Linked DNA regions of Rattus norvegicus: region 1 is linked to region 2. A link is a contact called in public Hi-C data. All regions are on one chromosome and are shown on one strand. The core of a region is the stretch at or near the end of the contact, and the rest is flanking DNA. Distances in the headings are between cores, read along the strand shown.

Region 1 (6,951 bases), core at 1,017-3,516, 46 kb before region 2:
GAGCTGTGAAGCTGGGGTCTGGTTATACCACCCGTGTTACTCTTTGACAATTTTCACAATAAAGTTAGATAACACAGAGAACTTCCTTGTAATATTTTATTGGCATTTGCATGTACTGGCTGGTGTTGTGTGACACAAGCTAGACTTACCATAGAGAAAGGAGCTTCCCCTGAGGAAACGCCTCCATGAGGTCCAGCTGTAAGGCATTTTCTCAATAGCGATCAAGGGTGGGAGGGCCTATTGTGGGTGGTACCGTCCCTGGGTTGGTGGTCTTGGGTTCTATAAGAAAGCAAGCTGAGCAAGCCAGGGGAAGCAAGCCAGTAAGTAACATCCCTCCATGGCCTCTGCATCAGCTCCTGCCTCCAATTCCTGCCCTGTGTGAGTTCCAGTCCTGACTTCCTTTGGTGATGGACAGCAGTGTGGAGGTGTAAGCTGAATAAACCCTTTCCTCCCCAACTTGCTTCTTGGTCATGATGTTTTGTGCAGGAATAGAAACCCTGGCAAAGACAATGTATGTGTCTGTATGAGGAAGTCTGACGGGCATCAGATCACCTGGACTGGAGTTAGTTTTGAGCTGCCTGATACAGGCCCTGGGAACCAGGCTTGGGTCCTCTGCGAGAAGAGTATGTGCTCCTAACCACTGAGCCATCTTCTCCAGCCCCACAGAAAACAGTTTAAAAAGTAAATGAGTCCTTTTGTGGGTATTAACTGTGCTGACCACTCTAGAATGTCAAGGGAAGGAGAGCCAGTCAGGGCGGACAGCCCAGAGAGATGGCAAGGCAGGAAGGACTGGGCTTGACTAGAGGCTGCAGTGAAGAGTATGATGTGTAAGAACATTGTCACGAAACCATAATGCTGAAATCCCACCTCCAAATGCCAGGCGCACTCCTAGCGGCCTTGCTGTGAATGCTCCATCTTCTGTGACCCCCATTTGAAAAAGAAAACTGCGTGGCACTGCCCTTGACTCTTCCTGTCCGCTACCCTCAATCCCCTAGGCCTGCATGGTCCATGGCTCCATCTGCTGGCCACGCATGGGAACTGATGCTGCCAAAGCTAAGAGTCCCCTAGGAATGGCGTGAGGCTGGTTTTAGAATGGCTTCCTCCACTCACAGAAAAGGCAGACACATATCAAGTAAACATATACGAAGCTTTTAATTTCATTACCATAAACATTATACTCTGATTTATCACATACGGTATAAAATATTTACTCTGCTAAATAAATAAGACATAGATAACATTATTGCAATCAGCACTGAACTCCCCCCCAGACACGATGAGCTCACTGGCTCTGGCGGGGAGTACTCCTGAGTTTGTGTGAGATTTCCCCAGGCTGTGACAGATTTGCCCCAGAGGCTGAGATGGGCAGAGGCCTAAGGAAACACATTTGTGCTTAGGGTTCAACAAGCCCCACAGAGAGGTCCTGAAGCCAGTGGCTAGACTTGGAAGGGCAATCTCTTCATGGTCCATTCCCATAGGGAGCAGCGAGCAATCAGGGAACCAATTAGGTCAAGAGAAAATTGGGTTTTAGAAGGCTGAGGAGACCTTGGGTCCCATTCCACTTTCCCTCAATGGCCAGTCTTGAGTCGGGGCATCTTATGGCTCTCAATCGGGAAGAATAGATTGCCCAAGGTACTGGGCGGTTTGGGGGACCACATCTATCACCCCGGAAGAGGAGTCTGGCAATATCTAGCACAGTGACCAACTATTTCGGGGGAACCAGTTTTGGGGGATCCCACCCTACTCAACTCCTAGGCACAACGTTAAAAAGGCTGGGTATGAATTTCCTTCTTATTCGTTAATAAATAAGTTAAATATTTAAAGGCCCGTGTCAATGCAAGGGCCGACAAGCCGAGCCATTTCCTGAAATGAGTGGGGGTGGGGGGCTCAGCAGAAAGGCAGCGCTGTGGATCGCGAGGCTTCATCTTGCCCACTAGGGTCCTTCCAACTTCCGCCCCGTGAAGCCCCGTGGAGGCCCGTGGAGGGCGTAGAGCCCCATGGAGGAAACGCTCATGCAAGAGCCACAGCGGCAGGAACTGGACAAGGGACTTGAAGGGGAAGTTCATTCGGGCCCCCCATGCCCTTCCTCTGGTGACTCAAGCAGGAGGTTAGCCGTTCACTTGGAGCCTTGATAAAGCACCTATACAGACTGCATTTGCATCCCTGCAGAACTTCAGACCCAAGTGGGAAGCCGCCAGGAGGCCAGGCAGACTCTGAAGCCAGAGCCAAAAGCTCCAACCTGTGCAGCCATACACCTCACTGCCTTCGGATGGCAGTGGAGAGCCACTCAGGGCAACAGAGACCGGAAAGAGACCAGCTCTGCAGCCCTCTGGGGCTGAGAACCGGGGAGGCAGATCCTCTTCTTTGATGCCTTACAGAATTCTACAGTGAGTATTTGGCCAAGTCATTCTTGTCAAACACTACCTGTGTAGCAAAGTAAATGGCGACCAGACCCAAGCCTGCAGCTGATACCATATAGGCAGTGACAGAGTGGCTCAGCTGGACAATGGAGCCCATGAACAGGGACGGAGCCACCTGGGACAGCAGAAAGGCACTGTCCAGGATGGCAAGGTCCAGGCAAATGCCCCGTCCAGTAACAACCTTGGCTTCAGGTGGCTCACCCACTACCACTCGCATGGAGACATCACAGGCAGAGGCCCCACAGAGTGCAGGTGGGGGCACCAGGATGCTGCTGCCGCCAGGGCCCACGTGTCCATTGGGGAAGGGAGCTCCTGGCTTAGGGCCTAGCAAGAAGCTGGTTGTTTGGCTGTCTTCACTGCTACCACCTCCAGCGTCCCCTCGGTATTTGGGCAGGAACACCTGAGGGTGGGGACAAAAAAGGAAACAAAGGTGTGTGTATTCAGATGCAGGGGTTCCCGGATCTGACAACAGGCCCTTCACTGCCCCTAACCAAGGGCTATATGAAACCAGGCAACTGGCTTTCAGGGAAAGAGAAAATCCAAAACCTAAGAGGAAAGGCTACTTGATGTGGATCTAAACAGAACCCCTCCTCCCTCAGCCCCCCCCCAGCTCCCCCCTCAACATGGTTGGAGGAAAGGAGCAAATTTGAAGCCTGAAGTCTATTCTAGCTTTTCTTAGAATATATAAGAAGTCAGTCAACATAAATCCACAGGTTGAGAAAAGTGCGGAACCCTCTCTAGAAAAGATAGGAAGAGTGAAACAGACAGAAGCGAGACACAGAAAGGGGGGGGGGTGCCAAAAGGAGGCATTTGCAAGGTCTCCAGTTCCACACAGACTACCTCAACCCCCTGCACACACTTTCTTCACTGGGCCATAGGGAAGAAGACCTCCATAGAATTCTTCACTGTCTGCCCCTATAGGGTCCAGACCTGACTGAAGAAAACCATCTGACATGAGGTCACTGCCTTGGCCTCTGGCCAGGGAGAGCCCAGTAATTGGGCCTGCAAAAGGGAGAGGCAGCAGGAAGATCTTTTTTGGTGACCTCTGCAGCCCAGCTGCCTGACCCTGAAATTTTTCAGTTTCTTCCTGTAGGCTGCCTGAGACTAGAGAACCACCCCAACCCCAACCCCAACCCCAAGCCCCAGCGGCCTGGGGTGTCTAACTGAAGGACAAGACAAGGCCTCAGCCCATACTGGTCCCTGTGCCAGGCAGTGTCTAGCACAGAAGGCTGACGGGGCTGGCTGCACCAGAGAGCTGGAAGCTCCCAGGCAATGCCAGAGAAACACACAACTTGTCAACTCATCCCGTAACTCAGGAAGTGGTAAAGGACAGTTGGACAGTATTCAGGTCCAAGCCTGTTCCCAGCTGATGCTATAGACCCCTTTTTCCTATCTGTCATCCAAGGAAAGACCAGTAAGGCTGCCTACCAACCAGAGATGTCCCTGAGGGCAGACCTGCTCCTCAGTACAGAGAGGAAGGTTAGTCCTGGCCTAACTGCAGGTGCTCAAGCCTCATCTTTGGACGGCAGTTTTTAAAGCCCCAGCCCAGAGCTTCATGAAAGCCAACAGGAGGGACCAGGTTCCCATTACCAGCCCAGTCCCCACCACCCTGCAAATTACTGCCCAACAAACCAGCCTACTAGCTGCAGCCTGGGCCAGGTCGTTCCTAACTCTGAAAACTCTAGTAGGGAAGGGCTGTGGCCTCTCCCCTAATCTTCTGGTGGAGTTCTGAATCCAGGTCCTTAAGCTCAGTGAGGACAGAGCCGGAGACAGGGTGAGCATGCTGTTTAAGTCAGGACGCCTCCCAAGGAAGAGGGCCTTCTGCAGGGACTGGTTAGCATGGAGTGAACAAGATGCCAGCGCCCCAACACCCCCCCCAATACCCCCAAGCACCCCCCGAACACCCCCCAACCCACAGTTTATTGCTCAGGTAAAGAAAGTCAGTATGTCAGGCTCAGACGTGCACTGAGTGGGATTGAGGAAAAGGGTGGATGCAAAAGAGGAAAGCAGGGAGAGAAGAGGGACAGAGAGGGACACGGGATTAGAAGGTAAACTAGAAAGAGGGGCAGGAAGAAGCCTCCTCCATCTTGCAGCAAGGGGGACACAGATTGATCACATTGCCTCTCTGCAAGAATAGCTAAGGCCAGGCTATTCCCACTGCCACCTGCTGCAGCCACACGCCAGGGACCCACACTCCACCTCTGGATATAATAATGCAGCCCTGAATAAAGGACTTCCGTGGTATGCTTACTCTCCAGGATGCCAAGCGAGGGCTGCCCTTCCTGCAATCATCCACTCAAGTGCTTTCTAGTTCTAAAGCCAGGAAGTCATTCCTAGAATCTAATCCACACTTCTTCAGTGGCCATATCCTCTGGCCCCAGCTGTCCTCTCTGGTCGGAGAAAGCCAAGTCTTTTCCAACGTCTCTTATCAGACACCACATTCTCAGCCCCCCACCCTACCCCACCCCCCGAATCTAGCCAATGGGAGTACCTGCTTCTCTCGATGGTAGAGGGAGGCGAGCGTGTAAGGCAGGATCTGCAAGGCTGAGAAGGTGAACCCGGTGAGGGCAGCTGAGGCTGTCACTACAACCACGCTGTGGGACAGGCACGTGGCAGCGGCAGCCACGGGAAAGGTCATCACACTGGCCAGGTAGACTGACCGTGTGCCGAACTTCTGTACCAGCCTGTCCATGACCAGGGAGAAGAACAGGGAGATGGCACACTGCAGGAAGAGCCCCAGGCTGCCCATTCGAATGCCTGGGGGGGGGGGGAGGGAGGGAAGAAGTGGGGTAAGGACCCTACACAATCTAGGGGAGCTAGACACTAGTATCCAGGGGCATCCACTCCCCAGTCCCTCCCCACCTGCCTGCAAGACCGCATCTAGATTGCAATTAGCGAATGTGGCCCGGGGCTGTTGAAGGACGAGGTGCCAGGTGTGTAAGGGAGGAGGGGGTGAGGATCACAAAATGGCCCCCACACTGGCTCTAAGACAGTTCTGTGGAATGCCGAACTAGAAGGCATGGTGAGGAAAGCACGCAGAAGAGCAAAGGCCCCATGGAATTGGAGTCACACAGACCTAGTAGCCCTAATGAGACAACAAAGAGGGCAGCTGTGCTCATGAACCACCGCACATAGATCCTTTTCCCTTTACTGACAGGGGGCTGGGGCCCAGAGAGTAGTCATCAGCCATGGTCCAGGCTGTGAGCATCTCCCAACCCTGGCCTGTCCTCTACAGGACAGTGGCCAACAGCGGTTCCCACTGGTGCCAAAGACTCACCTTCATCATAGTGTCTCCGGGCCTCGGTACCTGGCTCTGCTCTGGGGACACCCTGGTACAGCCCCTCTCCCACGAAGTCCGTGTAGAACAGTGTGAAAGTCATAAGTGCCATCCAGCTGCACAGCTCGGCCACAAAGAGCCGGCGCAGGGTGCGAGGCATTCGGCAGCACAGCTGGTGCAGCCGGGGAAACAGGGTACCCAGATTCCGGAAAGCCAGGCCAGCATGGCATGAGCAGCACCGGCGTGACACGGAGGAGACCAACAACCCTTCTGCTGGCTCGGGTGGGCCAAGGACTGCCTCCTCAGCCACAAGCAGAGTGGCTGCCACACAGATGAGAAAAATGAGGGTGAGGAGGCCGAAGAGGCATTCTTCCTGAGTGCCTAGGTAGGGGGCCAGGGCGCTGGTGTCCCAGTCAATGGCAGGTAAGAGGTAGCCCAGGCAGCCCCCGAGGCTGATCATGAAGGCATAGACAGAGAAGGCTTGGCGGCAGTGGTCTGGGTCCCGGAAGAGGTCGGAGAGTAAGGCCTCCAGTGGAGTAAAGCACACCTGGCCGCAAAAGTCCAGCAGCCCCACTCCCAAGATGAGCAGGGCCAACTCCAGGGGCCTAGTATCTGAACACAGTAGCCCTGCCAGCCAGCCGGCCCTCGGGATGAGGAAGAGGCTTAGCAGGACACCCAGGGACAGAGCCCAGATAAAGGGTCTCCGGCGGCCATAGCGCCCACGCCACTGGTCACTGGCTGAGCCTAGGAGTGGAACAGAAACCAGGCCCAGCACTGGGCCAATGCCTGCAAGGACAAACAGCACAAATCAATAGCCGGACAAAGGAACAAGAGGGACACAGCAGGTCACATGGAGGCAAGCCCCCATCCAGCATTCACAGGGGCTCTGCTCCTCTCAGTGTGGGTATTATAAACAGCTTGTTTTCAGAGGAGGGAATGGCAGCCATGCCGCACCTGAGAGGCGATATTTACGCAAAGACTTGGGTCTGCCGCGGGTTAGAAGCAGGGTTTCTATAAACAGCCAGACCCCAGATCCCGCATCCTCATGAGCCTCCTTTTCCTGAGAGAGGAAAGCCACAGAGTAGCCACTGACCTCCTGTGGCTCTTGACAAGTCTGGTCACAGTATCAGAAGCCTGTCCCATGCCCAGGAAAGAGAACCCTGTTTGGGAGACCGTGGTGAAGTCCCAGTTCTACTGCTCAGCAGATACAGCAGCTGGGTTAAATAAGACAAGCCTAGTCTTTCCGAAGCATCC
Region 2 (7,000 bases), core at 1,609-4,108:
ATTGGTATGGAGGATGAGGTTTGCACCTCCATGCCCAGGGTGGCTACATTCTTCTTCTCAAACTTGCCCATCAAGTGGCACTTCATGAATGTCATCTTCCCCATGCTGCTGTTGCCCACCAGGATGAGGTTGAACTGGACCTGCGGCTCTCCATGGGCGGCCATCGTGACGATCCTGCGCGAGAGAGCGGCTTCCGAAAGCGTCTCCGCGCCTGTCCAACTGAAGCTGCGGTCCCTTATAGCCTCATCGTAGAAGAGGGCAGGGGAGTTGAGGGGTGGAGAGGCTCGTGACTTGCTCAAGATCTTCCTGTAAATTGATCTTCTAACTTATCAAGACCAGCCCCAAGGCTTCTCTGAAGTCACTGGGTCAGGGTGGGACCATGTGTTGGGGTGTGGGAAATCAAACCTCTTGTGCTACACTGAGTACTCTGGGAGACTCCACTGCCCCCATACCTTCTCGTTTTCTGAGCTGCTCAGGTCAGTTTTCTGAGATAATATAATTGTCTCTATCAAGTTTTAGTTCTAAGCCATAAAATACTGGACACGTCAACGTTCAGAGACCTAAACGGCTTAGACTCATTCCTGTCAAGAACTCTGACACACTGTTGTTGTTGTGTGTGTATGCAGTTGGTGTGTTAGAATATAGTTGCCGTAATTTCTGTCAATAAAAAGTGCCTGCCAATTTTGAGGAATGGGCTTTCTAGGAACTGTTGTTTCCACTGCATTGCTAGTGTGTCCCCACTCAGGCTGAATTTTCCCAGAGCAAGTACCTACTTCAGACTGCTTAACAGTGTTGACTTCTAAAGCAGGCTGAGTAGCCCGGAGGGCAAGTACATTTTATTGCTCCATGGGAGTGGGTGGGAAGGGAATCAAGGAATACTGGGTGCCAGAGATGACAACCTGCTTTGCCGATGGCCCAACACTGACCCATTGTGCAAGGTCTAGGACAATAACCCACATTCTTGAACTAGATACTGTCTATATCCTGCATACCTAAAGCCAGACCAGCATTCACAATAGAGCTTTGGAATCTAAGTTCTGCATTGTTCCAGGTTTACAAGGAAATGCTGTTTGTCTTGCATTCGGGCCAATTGTGTGGCTCTCTTCAGGACAGCTGGCTCCCTATCCACCTCCAGGGGACTGGCTCATATCTAAATAATGTATTTGTCTCAGAAAAAATCTAAGCCTATGGAAAAGAACTGTTTGTTCACAACAAGGGAAGGAAAAAGAAATAGTGGCAAATTAGGACAGATGTAGGAGGCAGAGATAAAACACGGAGCTTGTAACTGGGATGAACCATGTAGTAGATATGACGTTAGAGTACCAATTCCCAGGTACCTAAACAGAATGTCAGGGCTGGGCCTGATGGTGCACACTTCTAATCTCAGCACCCAGGAGGCAGATCTGAGTTTAAGGCCAGCCCAGTCTACAGAGTCCAAGGCCAACTAAGGCTACACAGTGAGATGTCTCAAAAAACAAAACAAACAGAATGTCAGCTGAATCCTTGAAAATATTAAGTGTCTTACAAAAGAGCTTTGTTATGTCACCATTTTTAATTACTTTGGAGTAAAACCACAGATTTGTGTGTGTGTGTGTGTGTGTGTGTGTGTGTGTGTTTCAGTTAAATTAGTGAGCTGCAGAGTTAGGAGGCACTGTCTGCATTTAGTAAAGACCAGTGTTTCAAAATCTACTTTTGGTTAGTTGTTACGCTAAACATATTAGGCTCTTTGTGGGTAAGAATCACCTCTCACTATGTATCTAGTCCTCTAGGAATTATTTTCTCCTAAAACTTAAACCATCCTTTTTCTTGGACCAATGACTTTACTTACCCGCCCTAGTATTATGTAGAAAGGAACACATATAAACTACCTATTCCTGTCCAAGAAGAAAAAATACAACTAGACATACACAGAACACTCTACCTCAACCAACAAAACCCTTCAGTGTGTGTGTGTGTGTGTATGAGAGAGTGTGAGAGTGTAAGAGAGAGTGTGTGAGAGTGTGTGTGAGCGTGTGTGTGAAAGAGTGTGTGTGTGTGAGTGTATGTGAGAAAGTGTGAGTGTGAGAATGTGTGTGTGAGAGTGTGTGTGTGAGCGTGTGTGTGAAAGAGTGTGTGTGTGAGTGTATGTGAGAAAGTGTGAGTGTGAGAATGTGTGTGTGAGCGTGTGTGTGTGAAAGAGACGGGAGGGGGGTGGAATATGAACACAGATGTTTCCAAAGCCCAAAGGCATTGGATCCCTTGGAGCAAGAGTTACCAACAGGCAGTTATGAGAGAACTTGGGTCCTCTATAAGAGCAACGTGTTTTTAATCATTGAGCCATTTCTCCAGCTCCTTTTTTTTTTTTCTTTTTTGGAGCTGGGGACTGAACCCAGGGCCTTGCACTTGCTAGGCAAGTGCTCTACCACTGAGCTAAATCCCCAACCCCAAAGTGTGTAGCCCAGGCTGGCCGAGAACTCATGATCCTCCTGCCTCTGCTTCCTTCAGCAAATCCTACCAGCGTGCGCCACCACAACTGGCTTCTCCAGCTCTTAAAGAGCTGTCTTTCTTATGTTTGGACAGAAAAGGCATATATATGTGTACACACACACACACACACACACACACACACACACACAGCTAAAACATTATCAAACACACATGTACACACACTTCCTTGCTCTGTTCCTTAGTAAATCATCACTGCAACCTGCTCAGAGCACTAAGTCAAGGCAAACAATCATTTCCAACATTTCGTTACCATGCTTAAAGTAACTATTTGCTTTACTAGGCTGGAAACTCTGGCTACACCCTCTGGCTCCCTGTCCCCAGAATTAGCACAGCTTGCATTCCACAATATTTGTCCAGGACTTCACTATCGAAACAGGGAGCACACCCCAGAGTACAGATTTCTCTTGGCAGTGGCCCAGACAGAGCATGTCAAAATGGGTAGCTGTCCACTGGGCTGAGAGAATGGAGGGAAAGAGAAACACGCCCTATCAAGAGTAAGGAGTGGCCAGATCCACAGTCTAAAGAACAAGGCTCTGTATTTGCTGGGTGAATACTTGTCCGGACTAAAACCTTCAAAGTGAAGGGCAACTGCAAAAGTCAACACCTGTCTCCAAACAAGAGTTACCACTGAGTTTTGAAACCACAATGCCCACATTCATTTTAGGACGTTGTCTGCAACACTTCAGAATCCTAAGAGGGGGAACAGTACGAGAGAGCACGTTTAAGAATCAGGAGATCTGACTTCCCATTTAAAACCCAGATGACTACTGCTGCATGCTCCAGTGGACACACCAATCATAGTCGGTAATGCAGAAGAGACAGGCTGTGCTGAGGATCAGACACAGTATCTGAAAATGAGCAGAAGTCTGGCTGGTGAACACTGCCCTCTATTGGCAGAGGGCGACGGCTTAAAGTCAAGCTGATTGTTTTTAATACATATCCTATTTGAGACATATAGTTCTGGATGTTTAGGGACTTATGTGTAAACTGGATTGGTCTCAAACCTAGAGGTCCACTTGCCTCTCCTTCCCATGTCCTGGTGTTAAAGGCAAGTGCCATTATGCCCGGCCCTTAATAACTATCTATAGACATAATCCTGTCCTCTCATTAAATCTTTAATATATATTTTTTGGACTGATTCAAATGTCTGAGGTATATGGAAATGGCAGAGAACAGCAACAGAAGGGCTGAGGATGCAGTTTAAAGGTGGAGCTTTTACTTATGTGTAGGGCCCTAGGTTTAATTCGTAGCACTGTAGGCAGAGTGGTGGTAGGGATTGAGGGGGGAAGGCAGGGAAGTTTTAGAGTTTCTAATGATGGTAGGACACACCCATATGCCCCCTGTACACAAAGCCTTACACCGTCTTCTGATTATAGCTACAGATGGTTATTGATGAGCCAGGTGTAATGGCACAGCATCTGAAAAATGATCCAGAAAGCAGGCATGCCCTCTGTTGGCAGAGGAGGAGATGACTGCTGTGAAGTCAAGCTGACTGTTTCTTTCTTTCTTTTTTTTTTTATTATTATTTTTTTTTTTTAGATTTTTTTTATTAACTTGAGTATTTCTTATTTACATTTGGAGTGTTATTCCCTTCCCGGTTTCCGGGCAAACATCCCCCTAATCCCTCCCCCTCCCCTTCTTTATGGGTGTTCCCCTTCCCATCCTCCCCCCATTGCCACCCTCCCCCCAACAATCACGTTCACTGGGGGTTCAGTCTTAGCAGGACCAAGGGCTTCCCCTTCCACTGGTGATCTTACTAGAATATTCATTGCTACCTATGAGGTCAGAGTCCAGGGTCAGTCCATGTATAGTCCTTAGGTAGTGGCTTAGTCCCTGGAAGCTCTGGTTGCTTGGCATTGTTGTTCATAAGGGGTCTCGAGCTCCTTCAACCTCTTCGAGTTCTTTCTCTGATTCCTTCAACAGGGGTCCCGTTCTCAGTTCAGTGGTTTGCTGCTGGCATTCGCCTATGTATTTGCTGTATTCTGGCTGTGTCTCTCAGGAGCGATCTACATCCGGCTCCTGTCGGCCTGCACTTCTTTGCTTCATCCATCTTCTCTAATTGGGTGGCTGTATATGTATGGGCCACATGTGGGGCAGGCTCTGAATGGGTGTTCCTTCTGTCTCTGTTTTAATCTTTGCTTCTCTATTCCCTGCCAAGGGTATTCTTGTTCCCCTTTTAAAGAAGGAGTGAAGCATTCACATTTTGATCATCCGTCTTGAGTTTCATTTGTTCTAGGCATCTAGGGCAATACAAGCATTTGGGCTAATAGCCACTTATCAATGAGTGCATACTATGTGTGTTTTTCTGTGATTGGGTTACCTCACTCAGGATGATATTTTCCAGTTCCAACCATTTGCCTACGAATTTCATAAAGTCGTTGTTTTTGATAGCTGAGTAATATTCCATTGTATAGATGTACCACATTTTCTGTATCCACTCCTCTGTTGAAGGGCATCTGGGTTCTTTCCAGCTTCTGGCTATTATAAATAAGGCTGCTATGAACATAGTGGAGCACGTGTCTTTTTTATATGTTAGGGCATCTTTTGGGTATATGCCCAAGAGAGGTATAGCTGGATCCTCAGGCAGTTCAATGTCCAATTTTCTGAGGAACCTCCAGACTGATTTCCAGAATGGTTGTACCAGTCTGCAACCCCACCAACAATGGAGGAGTTTTCCTCTTTCTCCACATCCTCGCCAGCATTTGCTGTCACCTGAGTTTTTGATCTTAGCCATTTTCACTGGTGTGAGGTGAAATCTCAGGGTTGTTTTGATTTGCATTTCCCTTATGACTAAAGATGTTGAACATTTCTTTAGGTGTTTCTCAGCCATTCGGCATTCCTCAGCTGTGAATTCTTTGTTTAGCTCTGAACCCCATTTTTTAATAGGGTTATTTGTCTCCCTGCGGTCTAACTTCTTGAATTCTTTGTATATTTTGGATATAAGGCCTCTATCTGTTGTAGGATTGGTAAAGATCTTTTCCCAATCTGTTGGTTGCCGTTTTGTCCTAACCACAGTGTCCTTTGCCTTACAGAAGCTTTGCAGTTTTATGAGATCCCATTTGTCGATTCTTGATCTTAGAGCATAAGCCATTGGTGTTTTGTTCAGGAAATTTTTTCCAGTGCCCATGTGTTCCAGATGCTTCCCTAGTTTTTCTTCTATTAGTTTGAGTGTATCTGATTTGATGTGGAGGTCCTTTATCCACTTGGACTTAAGCTTTGTACAGGGTGACAAGAATAGATCAATCTGCATTCTTCTACATGCTGACCTCCAGTTGAACCAGCACCATTTGCTGAAAATGCTATCTTTTTTCCATTGAATGGTTTTGGCTCCTTTGTCAAAAATCAAGTGCCCATAGGTGTGTGGGTTCATTTCTGGGTCTTCAATTCTGTTCCATTGGTCTATCTGTCTGTCTCTGTACCAATACCATGCAGTTTTTATCACTATTGCTCTGTAATACTGCTTGAGTTCAGGGATAGTGATTCCCCCTGAAGTCCTTTTATTGTTGAGGATAGTTTTAGCTATCCTGAGTTTTTTGTTATTCCAGATGAATTTGCAAATTGTTCTGTCTAACTCTTTGAAGAATTGGATTGGTATTTTGATGGGGATTGCATTGAGTCTGTAGATCGCTTTTGGTAGAATGGCCATTTTTACTATATTAATCCTGCCAATCCATGAGCATGGGAGATCTTTCCATCTTCTGAGGTCTTCTTCAATTTCTTTCTTCAGAGTCTTGAAGTTCTTATTGTACAGATCTTTTACTTGCTTGGTTAAAGTCACACCGAGGTACTTTATATTATTTGGATCTATAATGAAGGGTGTCGTTTCCCTAATTTCTTTCTCGGCTTGTTTCTCTTTTGTGTAGAGGAAGGCTACTGATTTATTTGAGTTAATTTTATACCCAGCCACTTTGCTGAAGTTGTTTATCAGCTTTAATAGTTCTCTGGTGGAACTTTTGGGATCACTTAAATATACTATCATATCATCTGCAAATAGTGATATTTTGACTTCTTCTTTTCCGATCTGTATCCCCTTGACCTCCTTTTGTTGTCTGATTGCTCTGGCTAGAACTTCAAGAACTATATTGAATAAGTAGGGAGAGAGTGGGCAGCCTTGTCTAGTCCCTGATTTTAGTGGGATTGCTTCAAGTTTCTCTCCATTTAGTTTAATGTTAGCAACTGGTTTGCTGTATATGGCTTTTACTATGTTTAGGTATGGGCCTTGAATTCCTATTCTTTCCAGGGCTTTTATCATGAAGGGGTGTTGAATTTTGTCAAATGCTTTCTCAGCATCTAATGAAATGAACATGTGGTTTTGTTCTTTCAGTTTGTTTATATAATGGATCACGTTGATGGTTTTCCGTATATTAAACCATCCCTGCATGCCTGGGATGAAGCCTACTTGATCATGGTGGATGATTGTTTTGATGTGCTCTTGGATTCGGTTTGCCAGAATTTTATTGAGTATTTTTGCATGAATATTCATAAGGGAAATTGGTCTGAAGTTCTCTTTCTT

What was found. Hi-C and Micro-C count contacts between places; a contact is called where the count stands out from the background.
Region 1: a Hi-C map of liver shows a contact between it and region 2, with 7 times the contacts expected there. The contact joins two enhancer-like sites. A contact is called at or near these places in 10 of 12 Hi-C or Micro-C datasets (the A7r5 cell line, frontal cortex, hepatocytes and 5 more).

What each region holds. Positions count from the first base shown.
Region 1 is chr13:45,973,941-45,980,891 of GRCr8, reverse strand. Slc45a3 (solute carrier family 45, member 3) reads right to left here. Exons shown (of 5, transcript NM_001135868.1): 3 at 5,698-6,483; 4 at 4,912-5,177; 5 at 1,129-2,820. The coding sequence ends at 2,383. Among named protein-coding and RNA genes, the nearest start is that of Slc45a3, 18 kb to the right of the region's middle. Within about 2 kb of position 2,266, at least 21 of the 93 cell types and tissues checked have an H3K27ac peak or open chromatin away from gene starts, as enhancers often do. A contact at or near this core is called in liver, where this site is marked.
Region 2 is chr13:45,928,234-45,935,233 of GRCr8, reverse strand. It overlaps the pseudogene Ran-ps4. Among named protein-coding and RNA genes, the nearest start is that of Slc45a3, 28 kb to the left of the region's middle. Within about 2 kb of position 2,858, at least 8 of the 93 cell types and tissues checked have an H3K27ac peak or open chromatin away from gene starts, as enhancers often do. A contact at or near this core is called in liver, where this site is marked.